Regions from separate parts of the Mus musculus genome. Here regions 2, 3 and 4 are each linked to region 1. The links are chromatin contacts, called in public Hi-C and HiChIP or PLAC-seq maps. All regions are on one chromosome and are shown on one strand. The core of a region is the stretch at or near the end of the contact, and the rest is flanking DNA. Distances in the headings are between cores, read along the strand shown. Region 1 has its middle 5.6 kb from the start of Gm39755. Region 2 overlaps Camk1d (calcium/calmodulin-dependent protein kinase ID). Region 3 overlaps Camk1d (calcium/calmodulin-dependent protein kinase ID). Region 4 overlaps Camk1d (calcium/calmodulin-dependent protein kinase ID).

What was found. A called contact is a pair of places that touch in the nucleus more often than the background predicts. HiChIP or PLAC-seq counts read pairs in DNA pulled down with a chosen protein or histone mark.
Region 2: a contact with region 1 is called in a Hi-C map of stem cell-derived primordial germ cell-like cells, with 1.5 times the contacts expected there. The contact joins two enhancer-like sites. A contact is called at or near these places in 2 of 39 promoter capture datasets (embryonic stem cells and hippocampal neurons), 5 of 15 datasets of contacts at CTCF or cohesin (the NIH/3T3 cell line, large pre-B cells, pro-B cells and 1 more), 140 of 484 Hi-C or Micro-C datasets (the AML12 cell line, B cells, the BV-2 cell line and 70 more), 24 of 115 datasets of contacts at active chromatin or transcription factors (the NIH/3T3 cell line, SST interneurons, astrocytes and 12 more) and 2 of 9 other capture datasets (embryonic stem cells and pancreatic islet).
Region 3: a contact with region 1 is called in a Hi-C map of forebrain, with 4 times the contacts expected there. The contact joins two enhancer-like sites. A contact is called at or near these places in 6 of 484 Hi-C or Micro-C datasets (the N1E-115 cell line, cerebral cortex, cortical neurons and 3 more) and 1 of 115 datasets of contacts at active chromatin or transcription factors (embryonic stem cells).
Region 4: a contact with region 1 is called in an H3K27ac HiChIP or PLAC-seq map of SST interneurons, with 6 times the contacts expected there. The contact joins two enhancer-like sites. A contact is called at or near these places in 2 of 15 datasets of contacts at CTCF or cohesin (the NIH/3T3 cell line and large pre-B cells), 36 of 484 Hi-C or Micro-C datasets (the AML12 cell line, B cells, the C2C12 cell line and 20 more), 8 of 115 datasets of contacts at active chromatin or transcription factors (SST interneurons, astrocytes, bone marrow-derived dendritic cells and 5 more) and 1 of 9 other capture datasets (embryonic stem cells).

The regions. Positions count from the first base shown.
Region 1 is chr2:5,095,681-5,100,060 of GRCm38.p6, reverse strand. No RefSeq gene overlaps it. Among named protein-coding and RNA genes, the nearest start is that of Gm39755, 5.6 kb to the left of the region's middle. Within about 2 kb of position 1,395, at least 54 of the 459 cell types and tissues checked have an H3K27ac peak or open chromatin away from gene starts, as enhancers often do. A contact at or near this core is called in SST interneurons, cortical neurons, forebrain and 1 more, where this site is marked.
Region 2 is chr2:5,390,596-5,395,134 of GRCm38.p6, reverse strand. All of the region lies in intron 3 of Camk1d (calcium/calmodulin-dependent protein kinase ID), which reads left to right. Among named protein-coding and RNA genes, the nearest start is that of Gm36906, 78 kb to the right of the region's middle. Within about 2 kb of position 2,479, at least 12 of the 459 cell types and tissues checked have an H3K27ac peak or open chromatin away from gene starts, as enhancers often do. A contact at or near this core is called in stem cell-derived primordial germ cell-like cells, where this site is marked.
Region 3 is chr2:5,594,886-5,598,842 of GRCm38.p6, reverse strand. The region is part of intron 1 of Camk1d (calcium/calmodulin-dependent protein kinase ID); the gene reads left to right. Among named protein-coding and RNA genes, the nearest start is that of Gm36853, 110 kb to the right of the region's middle. Within about 2 kb of position 1,557, at least 34 of the 459 cell types and tissues checked have an H3K27ac peak or open chromatin away from gene starts, as enhancers often do. A contact at or near this core is called in cortical neurons and forebrain, where this site is marked.
Region 4 is chr2:5,457,056-5,461,316 of GRCm38.p6, reverse strand. The region is part of intron 2 of Camk1d (calcium/calmodulin-dependent protein kinase ID); the gene reads left to right. Among named protein-coding and RNA genes, the nearest start is that of Gm36853, 23 kb to the left of the region's middle. Within about 2 kb of position 3,011, at least 22 of the 459 cell types and tissues checked have an H3K27ac peak or open chromatin away from gene starts, as enhancers often do. A contact at or near this core is called in SST interneurons, where this site is marked.

The sequences.
Region 1 (4,380 bases), core at 146-2,645:
TGTTGTTGTTCTTTATTTTAGAGATTCACAATTAATCTGGTGTGACACTCCACGCTGAATCTCTGATGCCTGGCATACAGGACCATCCAAAGCAAGCGTAGCCACTACCTCTCAGTTTCCAGAGGGACGATCCTGCTCTTCTCTCCATGGACAGCTCTCCCTTCTGCACGTGCTTCCTGCTAACGCTAGCCATGCCTTGTTAGAAGTGCTAATAGATCAGGAGAGTCTCTGAACAACCATAACCATACAGATGTTTCCTAAGTGTTTCTATTCATTCTTAAGTGCAAAAAGGTAAACATGGTGTTTCCCTGGCTAACCTTGCCATTAGACAGTACGGAGCCAGTCAACAGAGTATTATCATTAAATGTAAAATGAAAATTTAAATTTAGACGTGTGGAGTGTACATACATAGAGGTTCGTGTGCGTGTGTGTGTGTGTGTGTGTGTGTGCGTGCGCGTGCGCGTGCGTGTGCGTGTGTGTGTGTGTGTGTGTGTGTGTGTGTTAAAGAGAGAGGGAGAAAGAGATTGCATCTAAGAGTACAAGCCTGTCTTTCATTATACCCGGAGCTGCATGATATTTTTTTTTTTTTTGATCATCTGGTTTAAATTTTCCATTTCTCATTGCAAAACTCACAGTCAGGCTGAATAATAATGGAGATGAGTATACAGATTTCGAGGACCACAGCTGGGGAGCAAGACCTCCTAAGTTGTTTACTGCATGGGAATGCGGGTCAGGTCTCCATCGTTAGCATATGGTATGGGACATCTTAGCATCCTGTGATTTCTCTAATCCTCAGAAGAGAGACAAAAATAAGCCCTTTCGGGCTAGAGAAATCAGAGTTCAGTGGGCAAAGTGCTTGTGGTGTAAGTGCGGGGGCCTGAACTGAGTCATCAAATCCCACATTCAAACACCAGTACAGTTCTACACCTGAACTCCCAGAACTGAGTCCTGGGCCTGGCGGCCAGCTGGAATAGCCTACTGGGCAAGCTCTAGGTCAATGATGGGGCTCTGTCTCAAAGAAAATAAAAAATAAGAAATTAAGGTGAATGAATCTGAAAAACAGCAGCCAGGTTTAACCTATGGCCTGCACACGCACATACACACATACATGTGCATCTACAACACACGTGTGCCACACGTGTCACACACACACACCTCCTTTCCCTTTATTCAGCAGCAAGACAGTAAGTTAGAAGTTAACCAACTGTCTATGATGTCTTCACGTACATTTTGGTTAGCAAAGAAATGGCATCAGACTCTCTCTCCACGGCTGGTACTTAAAGTCCACACAGATCAGTTGGTATCTATTGGGAGAACTGGAGGAGAGCCTGCACTGTCTCCCCCCTCCGCCCCCTTTTGCATGCAGGAAGCTATAGAATTGACAGGATCTCTGTTGAAACGTCTGTCCTCACCTGTGAAGTTAGAAACTAGCTAATGAATATTTATAAGCCTCCTCTAGCCAAGGAAGGCAGATGAGAACAGTTGGAAGAAAGAAGATAAAGAAAGAATCAAATCTAGCTTTAAAAAAAAACAAAAACAAAAACAAAATCAAAAACTGTTGAGATTTCTTTTAGAATGTAAATCCTTTTGCAGGGGAAACAAGAGCGAGAGGGGTGGGGGGAGGGAGGGAATTCAGTCCTTACAGTTGAAGAGGAAATTTAGCAGCTGAAATGTGACAGGGTCAAGCCCTTAGCACCCCATATCATGGCGAAAGCGGTCTCTGGTCTCGCAAGCCTGAAAGCTAGACCACAGACACCGCAGAGCATCTGTTGGGAGAGCAGATGCATTATCGCGAGCGGTGATTAAAAGCGATCCCAGGTGTGAGGAACAGCTAGCTGGAGCTGATTTCCCAGCATGCCTCTGCTGATTGAGTCCCTGAGAGAAAGCAGCCCTGCTTTTCTCTCCTTGGTCTCTAAGGAGGAAGTAGGGAATTGGGAGAAGCAGGCAAGGCAAGCGGGTAGCATAAATCTGTCCTGAGGATTTCCTGGGAAAGCAGCTTCGACGCTGCTTGGTTTTCCCCGGGCTGGAGGTGATCACACACCCCGGGCTGTGGTGGGCACATCCTGTGTCAGGGCCACCAGCGCAGTTGCAGGTTTCTGTCCTGCGAGTGCGAGTGCGTCTGTGCTGACATAAGTCTTAGGGACGCAACAGCAGAGGAAAGGCATCTCCTTTCCCGTCAGTCTGTGAAGCTGGCATGTTGCAGGAAAGCAATCCGTAGGGCAGTGGGCTCTCAACCTGTGGGTCATGGCCACCAGCCTATTGGAAAAATATTTCTGATGGTCTTAGGAGCCTCCGACCATAAATTGATTTCCGTTGCTATTTCTTAACTAATTTTGCTACTGAGTGCTGTCTCAGTCCCTCAGACCACTGGAAATAGGTATTTACCCGCGGTCACGAATCACAGGTTGAGAACCGCTTCTGTAGGCGAAGGGTGCTGTGCTTATGTGTTTAAATGGGCTACATATGTGGAAGGACTGCGTTTATGTGTCATGACTGGGTCTTGAGAACAGTGACCACAATAGCCAGTGGATCTCACAACACACCAGAATCAAAGTCAAATATGTCCAACCTGTGCTAGACATATCCGGTAGGTCACACATGTCCCAAGATAGCCATGCCTGTGGTCCAGCACATTTGAAGATGACATTGTATTGCAATGTGAAAAGGTTAGACAGTGAGGTGTTTGGGGTTTCTTTGAGTTATCATTTTGATTCTGCCCTAAATGACATCCAAATCTTTCCAACTCTTAGTTTACTCTTTGCCTGTCTATTTTGGTCACATCCTGTACCTTATCTGGCTTGCTATGGAGAGGGACGAGGGTCACTTCTCACCCAGCAAGAGCTTTCGAGGAATGATTTGACACTGATGTACCATTGGGCCCGTGTGGCTGAAGGGGTGGTCAAGGATATAGCTTGACTGATAGAATGCTCTCTAAGCACACATGAAGCTGAGTTTGCTATCCAGCAGCACACACCAGCTGTGATGGTGAATGCCTGTAGTGCCAACACCGGGGACCTAAAGGTAGGAGGATCATACCTAAAGGCCTAAAGGCATTTAATATCATGCCTTTCTGCTTAGTGAGTTCAAGGACAGCCTGGGTTACATGAGGTCCTGCTTTGAAACAACAAGCAGGTGGGGGAGCAGCAAGACCCCAACACTTGATGCTGGTGGGCCATTGTTTGCAGTTCCAGATCAGATGCTGAACCTCAGCTCTCTGCCTCAATTATCTTGCCTCTAATTATCTTGCCACATACAGCCACTGAGTGCCACATCCGGCACTTTACATTGTAAAGTACAGGGCACCTAATATTGCCACAGCAGCTATCACCATGTTATTCTTCCTTCAAAATCTGGGTGACAGTCATTGGGGGAATGACGACACTGAGCCACAAGATGAACTTTTGATATCCTGAAGCTCCTTTGGGGTTGGAGGGGAAACCTGAGCTAGCAAGGATAGGGAGGTCGCTGGGAGCCGTGAGGAGACAGGAGGTGGGGGGCAGTGTCCCAGACCCTAGAGGTGAGGGGGTAAGGTGAAGAGGATTGCAGAAGATCAGCCATGATTCTGAGAGGGTCAATGCTCAATGGTCAGGACTAGACAGTTCTACCTGGACAATTAAAGCACAGTGTCCTGGCACAGTAACCAGTGCTTCCCAGCACGGAGTGTGACAGGACTCATACCTCTGGGTGCCTCCTGCAGAAGACATACGGAGCTGTTCACCTAAGCATGAGGTCCCTCTTATGGGACCTCAGGGAGAGCCTGGATATGCAAGCTACTGAATCAATGGTAGCTCCAGGTATGGATGCCGAGGTCCTGGCCATGCCCTGTACCACTGAGGTACACCCTTAGCACTGTGACTGTTTATCTATGACTCACTTATATGTACTGATAATATGCTGAGTGCAGCTTAGACTTAAAAATGGGCACAAAGAGATCTGGTATATGGCATTGTGCCTATAGTTAGCACTGTATTCTGCACTTAGAGATGTCTCAGCACTTGGGATGAAATTAAAGCAGGGGGATTACAAGTTTAAGGCCAGTGAGTCAATAAGAAAGAAAGAAAGAGACGGAGAGAGAGAGAGAGAGAGAGAGAGAGAGAGAGAGAGAGAGAGAGAGAGAGAGAAAGAAAGAAAGAAAGAAAGAAAGAAAGAAAGAAAGAAAGAAAGAGAGGAAAAGAGGGAAGGAAAGAGCGAGAGAGAGGGAAGGAGTAAGGGAGGAAGAGAGAGAGACAGACAGAGGGAAGGTGGAGGGGAAAGGAAGAAATAGTTTCAGCTTCGTACTGAAACTAAATGAAACACACACAAATCAAAGTTGAATTTTTTCCCCCTTCACCCTCAAGTCTGGCTATCCCTGATCTCTTACATGGGAGATGGGGACAGAGT
Region 2 (4,539 bases), core at 1,230-3,729, 290 kb before region 1:
TGGACACCCCCTCACCTGCTCCCATTTCCTATAAAACCTTGTCCCAATGAGAATTCAGGGCTACTTCACCAAACTGTCCTGGAGGTCTGTGGTGAGTAAGTCCAAGCTCAAGTTTATAAGAAAGAGACCCTAATATGATTACATCAGAGTTGGCTCCTGGATGGTCTTTTGGGCTCTTAAAGGAGACACAACACACCCCAGTGAGTGTTTTTATTTAGCAGATTTCTTCTGCAGTTAACCCTAGGGGAACATGGAAACATCTCTGCCAGTTCTCTGTGGACAATAAATGTCTTAATCTAGCTCTTGGGTTCCCATACGCTAGGAAGTACAGCTGAGAGGTTCGAATGGGATATGCCGTAAGGCATGACAGATATCAAGCTTATCATATAGAGAGAGTCATCTCGATTATGGCTCCCAACTCGAAGATATTCTGGTCACTGGGTATGATAGGGAAAGGGCATTACTTTGCAACTCTAACTAGCTCTCGGTGATACAGGTGTTGCTGATCAAAGCTCTTGTCGTCTGTCAGGAGTTGTGTCTTTGGAAATGACTATCAGAGTGGTGCTACGTCAAGCAGTTACCCCTGATCCAAGTGTGGTTTATTCAGATACTCCCTGGTATCCCAGGCTGAACTTCAGGACTCTGCATACTGAGTATAACTCGAACTTCTGATTCCCTTGTCTCTGGAATTATGCATGCACCAATATGCTTGTCTTATATAGTACTGGAATTCAAACCTGAGGCTTTATGAACATTAGTCAAGCACTCTACTTGACTGAACTCCGTCTCTAACCTTGAAAATTGTTTAAAGTGATTTCCACATCCATGTAACATAAGCCAACCTGGTGGCTAGAGCCTATTTCTGAAGACACCACACACTTGGATCCGGGATAGAGAAATGGGGCTAGAAACACTCCGGAAGCTTCCTCCTGTTGGCCACTGCATTCATGGTGGCAGAAGGTGCTGGTAGGTTGCTAAGGCATTCGATTCCTCAGCAGCCCTACCTAGGAGTAGTGTACTGGCTGGCAATGTGAGATGTGCTCATTGATGTAATATTAGCATACTTGCTTGTAGGCAACCCAGTGCTTTCTGATTGGATCTGTTCTTGCGCGCGCTCGACTGGCCAGGAAGAACGATGCTGCAACAGGATCCTTCTGCACACGTTTATTGGGAGAGCTTGATTGTAGAGGCGAAAAGACTTCAAGCCCAGAACTAGTGCTGCTTTTATAGGCCTAGGAGGGGCGTGTCTCACACCCGGATTGGTTATGCACTAAGCCTCATTTGCATGTTCCTCATCTGATTGGCTACTCTCTCTCAGTACCTTACAGAACCTCATTATCATACCTCATTTGCATATCTCACATCTGATTGGTTATACTCTCAGTACCTTACAGAACCTCATTATCATGCCTGGGCCAGGCAGTGTCTTTGCAAAAAACTTTACTGCATATGTACACATTGGTTGTTTGTCCAATCTTATGCATGGTGGCCAGCAGTAGTCAGTGCCACTCAGCAACGGCACATGTGGCTTCCCACAATCTGTGACCCGCTCCACGGGAGGAATAGATACCTGCCACTGTAAACTTGGTCAGAACTTGCACCTACTTTCTTCCTTGGTCAGAGAAGTATCTTTAAGCAGAGGGTGATGGTTAATTCAGAGACTCATGTCCAGTCAAAGTGCTGATAATAAGTAACTGTTAATCCCTCAGCCCTAAATGGAACATCTGTAACTTCCCCTTCAAGACCCAGAGCACGTTATGGATGATGGCTAGCAAGATTATTAGGATTGCTGCCAAATGCCAACTTCTGGATATGGTGGGGCCATTGCACCCATGAAGACACAGCAGTGGACAAGACCTGAAAACACATAAAGGTGGGGGTTGGAGACTGGATTAGTAGTAGAGAGACTTTTGGGGAAGAAGGGAGTTATTGAAATTAGGGTTATGACAGGCTAATAGGGGGTGGATGGTATCAAGATGAATTGTATGTGTATAATACTGAAAGGTTTTCTTTTAATTGCAAGAGGGAAGGCAATCTGACTCATCTGTGGAACTCCTAGCATCAGTGAGAGGAGAGGCAAGTGTTAGGGCATCATGCAGAGCATACTTGTCCAGGTTTCATTTCTTCATGTACATCTGAAGGTGAATAATCTGTGTATCAAGACATGGACCATTAACAGCCAGAAGAACTGATGCTTGTTGTTGGGTGAAGAGAGACGTGTTGAATGGCATGAGGAAGCTGACACATTGTGACTAGTCTCCTCCAACAAGTCCCTTCAAGGCATTCCTATTCATCTTTCAATCTGACCAATGCTCCGGGGTAAGGAGACCTGGGGATGATATCTCAGAGACAACAACTGTTCACACATTTTCTCATTTCAACTCCAGCAAACAGGGTTTCGTTGGCACAAGCCAGTGGTTGTGATTTAGCATGGAAATAGGAGCCTTTCTGGCTATTTGGGTCTTCCAGGGTTGTTTTTGGTTTTGGTTTTGGTTTTGGTTTTGAGAAGGAAACCACTACAATGAGATGTTCCTTTTTTGTTAATGACCCTAAAAGAGTCAACAAAGGTTCGGATCCACGGCCTTTCATTTTCCCATACAAGAGGTTGCTCTAGGCAGGTCTGCTGAGATGTGTGTTATGTCCACTCTCACCCTTCAGGCTGTTGAGCCTGAGAATTAATTGGGAGCCAAAGACTTGCAGGAACCACGTGGGGAGTTCTGAAAAGCAGACCACAGGACACTTGGCTGCTGGTGCTGATTAATTCCCTCTATGGAGGCCTTTGACCAGGCTTATGAGGGATGTTAAGGAGTGGGCACAACTCAACAGGCTTGAAGCAAGAAGAAGATCTGGGTTCGAGGGCTGAGGATATACCTGAGTTGCTAGCGCACTTGCCTGGTATGCATGAAGCCCTGGGTTTGGTGCCCAGTACCACAGAAACTGGGCATGCTTTTAAACTATATTAACTATGTCTTGTTTCAAGGATACTCCCAAGTCACACAAATGCAAGGTCATTTTTAAAATATGTCTTACATACTTTCAGTATCAGAAGTGTACTCGGAATGGTGTCTGCTGCGCAGGCTTTCCAACTCTGTCCCAGAGTTACTGGTTCTAACAGAACGAAACACGAGGTCAGATGTGCATGTCTGATATCAATGATCTTCCACAGTGAGTTCGTTTCACCCTGTGTTTCCATTACGTCTCACTGTCGACTGATGGATACAGGAAGCACTTGAAAATTTCAAAGTAAAAATAAATGCTATTTTTTTTCTCTTTTGTCCACACATTCTAAGCACATTGAAAAGTGATTCTTAGAGCAGAACTTTTCAATGCTTGGTGTGTAGGCACACACCATGTGCTTTGTTTCCATATCTAATAAATGGTTCGTGAAGGATTTTAAATTAGCCTATAAACTGGAATTGATAGCATTTTAATGGCATAAAGGGAATCGTATAGTTAGAGAGAGAACTGACATGGTGTCCAGTGTGCTTTAATCTTTTAACAAATGATTGCTTTTATGTTTACTGCTGTTTTGTCTGCTTGTATGTCTGTGCACCATGAGTAGACCTCGTGTGCCCAGAGGTCAGAAGAAGCTGTCTGGTCCCTGGAGACTAGAGTTATGGATATTTGTGACCACCATGTGGCTGCTGGGAATGGAACCCAGAGTCTTTGGAAGAGCAGTCAGTGTTCTGAACTGCCGAGCCATCGCTCCAACCACACACAGTGTGTCGAGTTTAATTAAATCCAATTCTGCCAGAAAATTAAGGGAGACAGCCTTCCTCTCCAAATAAGCCTACAGAAACCACAGCCAGAACATGTTGGTAGTATCCTTTTTCATGATTTTTTATATCATTGCAAAATGGAAATATAAAGATAAAGTGATTTCCTTGAGGGGGGAGTGAGATATTTTCACTCACCTCTCCCAGATTCTCAGTTCTCAGGAGTCTGGTCTTAAAACAACCCCTCCCCTCTGTATGTGTGTGTATGTGTCTGTTTGTCTATCAGTTAGTCTGTCTGTCTGTAGGGGGTGGGGGAGGAGATGAGGTCATGTGGAGGTCAGAGGTCAACTATGATATTTTTCCTCACTCTCTTTCCCGCATACTTTTTGAGACAAAGTGGTATTGGGAGGATGATGGAGCCTTTAGGAGACTGGGCCTAGTGGAAGGGAATTAGGCCACCAGGAGAATTGACTTAACAGGGACATAGGGCCCCAACTCCTAAACTTCTAGAAGACTTCAAGATGTATACATTGGTAAGGACATCCTAAAAGCCCAGGATGTAGCCCGAAGAATCATTAAACTTAAAAAGCTGCTGCCTAGCAAAATCAATCAGCCAAGCACACAGACAGCCCATGAAACACGAGGAAATGTTTGGCAGCTATACTTCAAGCAGGCAGTTAATATCTAGGATATATAAAAACTGTAAAAGTCGAACATTGCCTTCCCACCCCCGCAAAAACAAAACAAAACAAAAAAACCCTGCCAATCAGAAATGCAAAAGGCCAATAAATATTTCTGTGTTATTTTAATTTTGTATTTCTTT
Region 3 (3,957 bases), core at 308-2,807, 500 kb before region 1:
GAAGCCTTGTTGCATGCCAAGGATGTGTTGCCCAAAGCTATAAGATCTTACTAGCACAGCGGGTGACAGTTGCTAAGTGATACCATGCTAGGTCCTGGTGGGTGCCTGGGTGCTCTGAGAGAGTGGAGGAGGGTGATGGAGGATGAGTGGGTGCCATCACAGATGTGGGAAGAGTTGAGGGGATGCTGGAGCAACCACGAGGCACCGCGTGACCAGCATGAGGCTGGGAGTTGGGAGCCAGTATAGAGGAACAGAATGGTGAGTGTGCCCTGCAGTGGAGCCGAAGGCTGTGCTTGGAAAAGTGGAGATGCTGAACTGTAAATAAAGAGGGTGCATGGTTGACTCTGGGGCAGAGGAAGGCCAGGGTGGGCAGTGTTTTAGGAAGAGTTGCCCTTGGTGGTAGCAGGATTGGTTGGAGAAAGGCTAGTCTGTAATACTGAGACTCCAGGCAGGTGAAAGGAACTTGTCATGGTGTCAACTTATGCCTGAAGGACAGAGACACTGCCAGTTACTAGCCTGTTCCTCAGTTTACCTGTATGTAGATTGGGGGCCAAGAGATGAAATGTTTGGCTTTTAAACCTAGCTGAAGTGATGACAAGGCCCAGGGAACAGAAGGTGACCTTTATGTAGTAGTATTGAGAGTGTACCATGTCCTCCCATGTCCCACAGGCAAGAGCTGTCCTCAATCTCTGAGTTACAAAGGAGGAATGGAAGCCTAAGGTCCCCTGAAGCAGCAGAGGCAGGCCTCACTCTGGGGACTTTGTCACCAGAGTACAAACTCCTAAGCTCAAAGCTCATGTGATAAATGTGAGGCCTTGTAGCCTGCCCAGGTGCTGACCTGGGGTGTGGCCAGAAAGAGTGACTCCAGCAGCATCCGAAAAAAGGCAGGCTTAGGATGTGGCTCCATGACTCCGTGGCTTCGTGGCTCTGGGCCCAGACTTAGAGTTTTGTGGCATCAGAGATCCTGTTCATTTCTGTGGCAACATTTTCAGTCTTTCCCCTTTGGAGTCCATCTTCCCTTCAGAGAGGAACTGGGTGCCAGCTCAGGGTTCCTTAAGACCAGCATTGATGCATTTCCCCCCTTAGTACATGTTTAATCATATTGCACTGTTGTCCACCCAGTGAATTGTGTGTGTACGTGTGCTCACACATGCATGTGTATATACATGTGAATGTATACATGTATGTGTATATGTATTATGTGCTCATACGTACACCTACATGAATACATACATGTAAGTACATATGTATATATGAATATATGTACATAAGGGTGTATATATCTTTATATGTACATATGTGGTTTTGTGTGCGTAGACACACATAGACACACACAGACACACACATGTATACACACACACACACACACACACACACACACACACACACACACCCGTGCCTTCTCTATTTACTGCTGGGAGTTCAGAAAGAGCACTTGCTTTTCTTTCTGCCTCCTGCAGCCAGGGGCTGTATATAATGTATTTAAATATATTCAATGAGATGCATGAAACAAACAAAAAAAAGCCCCTCCTGGAAGCTGGATTTACACCTGAGTACAGGTTCCCTGTTGGCATGTGTCACAGCTGTCTGGCAGCCTGGCTACTTTTATCAAGGGAGGAGAAAGCAGGTAAGGAGAGGAGGGAAGGGGGCACACAAGTGAGCAAGGATGTGGAAGCAGAGTGGGCTGGTGGGAGAATGGGTGGGAACATCAGCAAGCAGAGATCCGAGCCCTTCGCTCGCAGGCTCCACCGTGTGAATAAATACATGTCATGCAGAGCTAACCGAGTGTGCTGCTTCCTCAGCCGCCTCTGCTTCCCTTCTTCCTGTTACTGCCGGGCCGGCCATGCAGAATTAGGATGTGGGCTTCAGTAGTACAGAGCAGAAGGTGGACGATCACGTTTGAATATTGCTTTGACTCCGCAGGCAGAGTGCTTGCTAGAAAGCGTGAGGACCTGACTTTGGATCCCCAGCACCCAGCTAAACCACTGAATGTGACAGTCTATGTCTTTACCTCGGGCAGTGAGAGCCAGGGACAGTTGGATCCCAGGGCCTGCTAGCCAGCAGGTCTAGCGGAATTCTGGGGCTTCAGGTTCAGTGAGAAATACTCCTTAAAAAAATAATGTGAAGAGTGATTGAAGGAGACTCCTAACACACACACACACACACACACACACACACACACACACACACACAGAGGTTGGGGGAGGGGTTAAAGAACATTTTTTTCTTGCTCTCCTGCTGTATGGCAATGTTACAGTGATAATCTGAATTCTTAGGGCAGAGACTATAGTATAATGGGCTCTAGGATCATGGGCTTTATTCAAGGAGAGTTAACATTGCTTCTGAGGACATTCGGCTGGTAGGACATGGATGTATGTTAGAGATCTTACAGCTTCAATAGCCCCACAAGGCTTGTGCTTTCCTGTACTTGCTGAGGCATGTGTGTGTGTGTGTGTGTGTGTGTGTGTGTGTGTGTATGTGTCTAACAGTAACAGATGTGCTAGTTGCTTGTAGTGAGTGGCCTGCTCTAGGGGTGTGTGCACATACAAAGCTTCAAAATATCTGTCTGTCTGTCAGCATTAATCCTGCTTTGCAATTTTTAAGATCATGAATCTATAGTGTATAACACTAAGGCTTAGCAACTTCTCAGTGTTACCTGTACCATCATCCCTGTTACTTCTGTCTCTGACACTTCACTTCTTAGAGGAGACTTTTCCTACAGTCTATAGAGCAAGATCTCTATGTTCATTGCAAGCAATGCCCATCCCTTCCTGCTTGCTCAGCAGGGTTGTACAGCAGAGAATGACTAAGAGGAGAAGCAGATGGGCCAGTTGTAGTGTCTGGTTTATGAGAATTTAATTATGCCTCTCATGACAAAGCTAGATCTTGGCTGTGTGGCGTTATCGCCGCTTGCTCTTTATCAAGGCCAAGATGACATCTTCTATTATGCACAGAAGCAAAGAAACACAATGCAGGGCAAAGCAGGGCCAAGCAGGGCCAATCCCAAACAGAAAGTGACCTCAATCCTCCCCGCCCAGCTCTCTGTGTATGGCGTGTATTTGGAAACTTACTGTTCCCTCCCATAGGAAGGGCACTTCTGAACATATTATTTTGGCTAAGAGTCATAGATAAGAAGATATTAGAGTCAGTGAGTATTACCAGCTTTGCTGTATGCTGGGTGAGTAGAGATGGCAGCCACCTTAAGTTCCCAAGTCTTTGTTCATGTTTTACTTGTATGTCAGATGGATTATGACCATGCTGGTTGCTTCTGAGAGTGCCGTGGGTGGTGAGAAGGGATAATATAGGACTCAGATTCTCTGCAGACTTCACTCTGGAGGTGGAAGGAGCCAGGCCCTTTCTTGTATTCCTATCCAAAACTCAGAGAGGAGCTGGGATGGGGGAATCCACTCGACGTTGGGTTTCCTCTGTATTTGTAGCTCTTAGTACAGTACTCATTGGTCTCTAAATATCTATGAAACTGGAACATTTTCAAGTTACCTGAGCCAATCTGTACAGGAAATGATTTATTGGTCTGATTGTTGGAATACTGGGTACCCAGTTATAGACTGCAAGGGTAGGCCAGGGTGGATTTCTAATGGTTGTGAAAGCCTGGTCACTATTGCCTGAGCATGCCACGCTGGCCTCCAGTTTGGACATCCTTTAGAGCCCCATTTCGTCATGTTTCTGTGTTTGGGTGAGTTGTGTACAAGATGTGCTCCTCAACCTAATGAATTGGTAGAGGAACAAAGAGGCCAAAATAGCCTTTGATGGCGTGGCCCATATGTACGTAGGTTTCCTTTGTAAGGTCAGATGGTATTGTGTCCTCCATGGATCGCTGTGCTGAGAATCTGTATTTAGGAAAGGGCTAGCCTGAGGGATAGAGAGGTGGCCCAGCAATGAGCAAGTGATATTGTTTGTTTAGTGTGTGTATGTGTGTGGGGGGTATGCGAGCGCGCG
Region 4 (4,261 bases), core at 1,762-4,261, 360 kb before region 1:
ACAGCTGGGTGTGATGGTACATGCTTTTAATGTCAACACTTGAGAGGCAGAGGCAGGCTGATCTCTGTGAGTTTGAGGCCAGTGTAGTCTACATAGTGAGTTCTAGGCCAGCTAGGACTACATAGTGAGACCCATTTCTAAATACGTACATATATACATACATACATACATACATACATACATATATACATACATAATACATACATGCATACATACATACAAATAAATACACACACAAGCAAATAAATAGATCTATATATACATCTTTACATAGAATTCTATGTGTAGAGAGGGTAGAGTTGGCTTTTACTTGGGGAAGAATTCTTTTGTGTTCCAAAACGTTCTATTCTTTGATCTGGACCGGAGGACACTACTTTAAGTTGTTCTTGTCACGATTGCTGTGGTTCTTCTGTGGAGTGAGACATCTGTGGTTTGAGGACACAGGTGAAGAAGACCTTCCTCTCCAGTATTTGTTCCCTCCTTTGGCTATAGAAAGTATTCTTCTGCATCTTGCAGTGACTTTCTAAGGGTCTGTATGGTATTCTTTCTGGGCCCTGCATTCGGAGAGTTGGCAGAACTGTGGCCATCTGAGCCCTGAGGCATGTTTGTGTGCAGTGTGTGGATAGGGTTTAGAAGAACAGACCGAGTTTCTGGACACCCAGGAAACAGATGAGACCTTAGCTCAGCTGCATGTGGTGATACGTACCCACAGACACAGACACAGTAGTCAGGCAGCTGAGCTTAGAGGGTTGTACGTTCTAGGCCAGTCTGGGCTATAGAGTCAGACCCCCAAATCCCAGCGGAATTGGCTGAGCCCACTATGAAAACCACACACTTGTGATGACTCTGCATACGAGTTTTATTTGATAGTTGATTGTTTTGATTTTATTTCTTAGGAAGTTGTTTGTTAGGAGTTGGACTTGAATAATATCTCAGAGGCAGAACACATGCCTAGCAGGTACAAGGCCCGGGACTCAATAACCACCATTGAAAAAGGCGGGGCAATGGGGGTGCATGGCAAATAAAGGGTTGATATTCTGAGACCCTCTGTCACCATGACTAGCTTAGTACTGGTGGTTTTCTCATGCAAATGGACACTGTCTTGATTAGATATTGGTCTCCAGATGAGCCTAACAATTTGAATCCCTAGAGACTTAAACTGTGTGATTGGCACCCTCCACTTGCCTAGGTGTGGTGTTTTAGAAGGCCGGCTAAGAGCTGCAAGTGTTCCGGGCTTTGCATCGGCACCCTTTGACTTTGATGCCCCCTCTGCCAGAGGACTGACATGTTACCCTGCCTCGGCTCCAAAGACCCTTCCTCTTTGTAGCTGTAAGTGGGGAATTGGCCCTGACCAGAAGACAGTTGGTATCTTGGGTGTTTTTTAAAGCCTGTTCTTTGCCAAGTTCTTATTACACGCCTCTACAGCCATTGCTTGGGTCTTACTGCCCAAGTGAGTGAGTGTTAAGCAGAAAGAACTGCTGAAGTCATGTTTCTGGAAAAGGAGACAGCCAGGGAATGATTGAACAGGGACAGTGTGCTATTCAGGGAGCCCTTGGTGACTTCTGATTGGCTGAGAGCATCTCTCACTAACAGATAGTTTATTGTTTTGATTTCTCTCAAGCAGGTGGCGCATTTCTGTTCAAAATGTGGGCTGTTGGGGCTGGGAGAGAGCTTGGTTGTGAAGATCTTTCTGTGCAAGCAGGAGGATCTGAACTCAAGGTGCAGAACGCACGTGAAAAAGTCAGGCATGACGTCACAGGCTTGCAATCCCAGCTCTAGGGAAGTTGAGACAGGGGGACCCCTGGGCTCACTGGTCAGTCAGCCTAGCCTATTTGGTGAATTTAAAGTCAGCGAGGGACTTTGTTTCAAAACAGAAGGTGGTCTATGGGAAGAGACCCAAAGTTGACCTCTAGCCTCTGTACACGTATACACATGGCCCTCTCTTCTGTGTAGCTGCATTCACCTACATAAACACATGCAAGCGTGTGTGCATGCATGGACACACACAGACATGTAAACATGTATTCACACGTGTGTTTGATGCTGGTAAAGATGAGGAATTCTTGACCGACACTGTGTATTTCCTGAAGATAGTTACGAGCATTCAGCCGGCGATGCCTGCTTTTGAAGATGTATGAATACTCTGGAAAAAGGAAGCCCAGACAATGACAGGCAGCCATTCTGCCTCACCATCCGCCCCTCCTTCAGAGGGAGGAAAATGCTGGTGAAGAGCTGTGAACTGACGGTGTTCAGGGCTCCTGGTCTCGCCATCGTCGCCTGTTAAGAGTGTGTGAGTCAGCCTTGTTCTCTGAGGAAATCTAGATATTTACACTACAGTCAATTTGACTTTCTCCACTTGCTCACGATGAAGGTGGAATGTGTAAATGAACTGTCTGCTGGGAAATTCAGCGTTGACTGAGGTAAAAGTCCATGCTCTGAGTCGCACCGTGAGTGGGAGAGAGCAGGTCAGGACTCCAAGTGCGATTAACCGGGTCTATTTCACACAGTCCAATTAAACCTTCCTGTGGCAGAGACACCTATGCCTTCCTCTTCGTGGGCATTTTGATTCCTACATATTGCTTCTTAGCTCTCTAACTTAAAACCTGAAAGTGAACCTGACAACAAGCCTCTCACCGTGTTATATCTACCCCTGGAGCAGGCTGCCATCTTTAAGGAGTTTTTTTCTGCTTCAGCCATACCACATACACGGTCCATCACCTGCTCTCTTCCACCCGCTCCCAAGCCTTTTCTCCTTCTCCCTGAGCCTGGCTCACTGGCCATGGCCCAGGACACAGGATACCCCTGGGGTACCGAGGAAGACACTGGACCAGGCTCTGTAGCTGTGTGCTCAGGCTGTCTTGTGATATCTACCTTCAGCCTGTGTTTATGAGCTGGCCCAGGGGCCACCTGGCTTTGTGTCTCCTCTCTCTGCCTTCACTGCTCCACCCCATGTCTGGCACTCCTCCACACTCTCTGGATGTGTTAGGAAGCCGGCTCTATGGGTTTTATATACGCTCTGCACATACTGCGTGCTATGCGGCTGCTCCAGGCAGCAGACTTGGAGAGAAGCACGGGAACAGCCACAGGTCTGCTTTCCTTGCCCACCTGCCCCCTCCACTGCTCCACTCTGAAGTGTGAACAGGGTACTCCCTGTGTCCTTGTCCCTCTTCCCCTGAGAGGTGTCACAGTCCAGTGCTATCTTGGGAAGAACCACTCCCCTGGGCAGAGCTGATCATATTTTGTATCCAGATGTTAAATCCATGAGTGAGGCCAGCTCTTGTCCCAAGAATAGAAAGAGAGAGAGGCAGAGGGAGCGGGAGGGGGAGGGGGAGAGGGAGAGAGAGAATTAAACAGGAAAAATATATAAACAAAACCAAAAAATGAACGAACACTAGATGGTCTCTCCACCTCCACATCCTTCGAGCAGATCCCCACACTGCCAGTCTTGAGTCCCCAGGTTTCTCCCTTAATTGTCTCAGATGAGCCATGTCACTCGTAAGTCCTCCCATAGCTTCCCGATTCTTCCTGATGACCTTGATCCTCAGAGGTGACCTAGTTTTTCTAAGGCTCCTTTCTGTATGGTTTCTGCTTCTTACCCCTCAAGTGTTCTTTGATTCTTTTGCCTGCCATGTTCTCTACCTGCAGTGGAATAAGTGCGGCTGGCCATTCACCTGCCACAGCATTGTGCGTGTGAGCTTAAGGGGTGGAAAATTTCCATACAGGCATATGCATTTGTTTATGTGTATTGGCATCTCCTCACCTCTTCCCTATCCTCATAGTTGTATTGCTGGCTTCTTGAAATTATTTAAAATTACTGTTGGGTTTTAAATAAATCCTAAATAAGAGGGGGGATTTAAAAGAACCCCAACCTCTCTCTCCCTCTCTCTCTCTCTCTCTCTCTTATCTGTCTGTCTGTCTGTCTGTCTGTCTGTAGGTCAGAGGTTAACATCACATGTCTTGCTCTACTGTTCTCTATGTTATTTTTTGAGGCAAGATCTCTTATGAACCTGGAGCCTCCCCATAGTGTGATGGTTGAATAAGAGTGGCCACATAGGCTCATATATTTGACTGCTCAGTCATCAGGGAGTAATACTACTTGAGAAGGATTAGGAGGTGTGGTCTTGTAGGAAGTGTGTCAATGGAGGTGAGCTTTGGGGTTTTAGGAGCTCAAGCCAGACCCAGTGTCATTCTCTGAACTTGAGCACTGGTTCAGCTAGCCTGACTGACCAGTGGACTGCATGGACTCACCTGTTTCTACTTC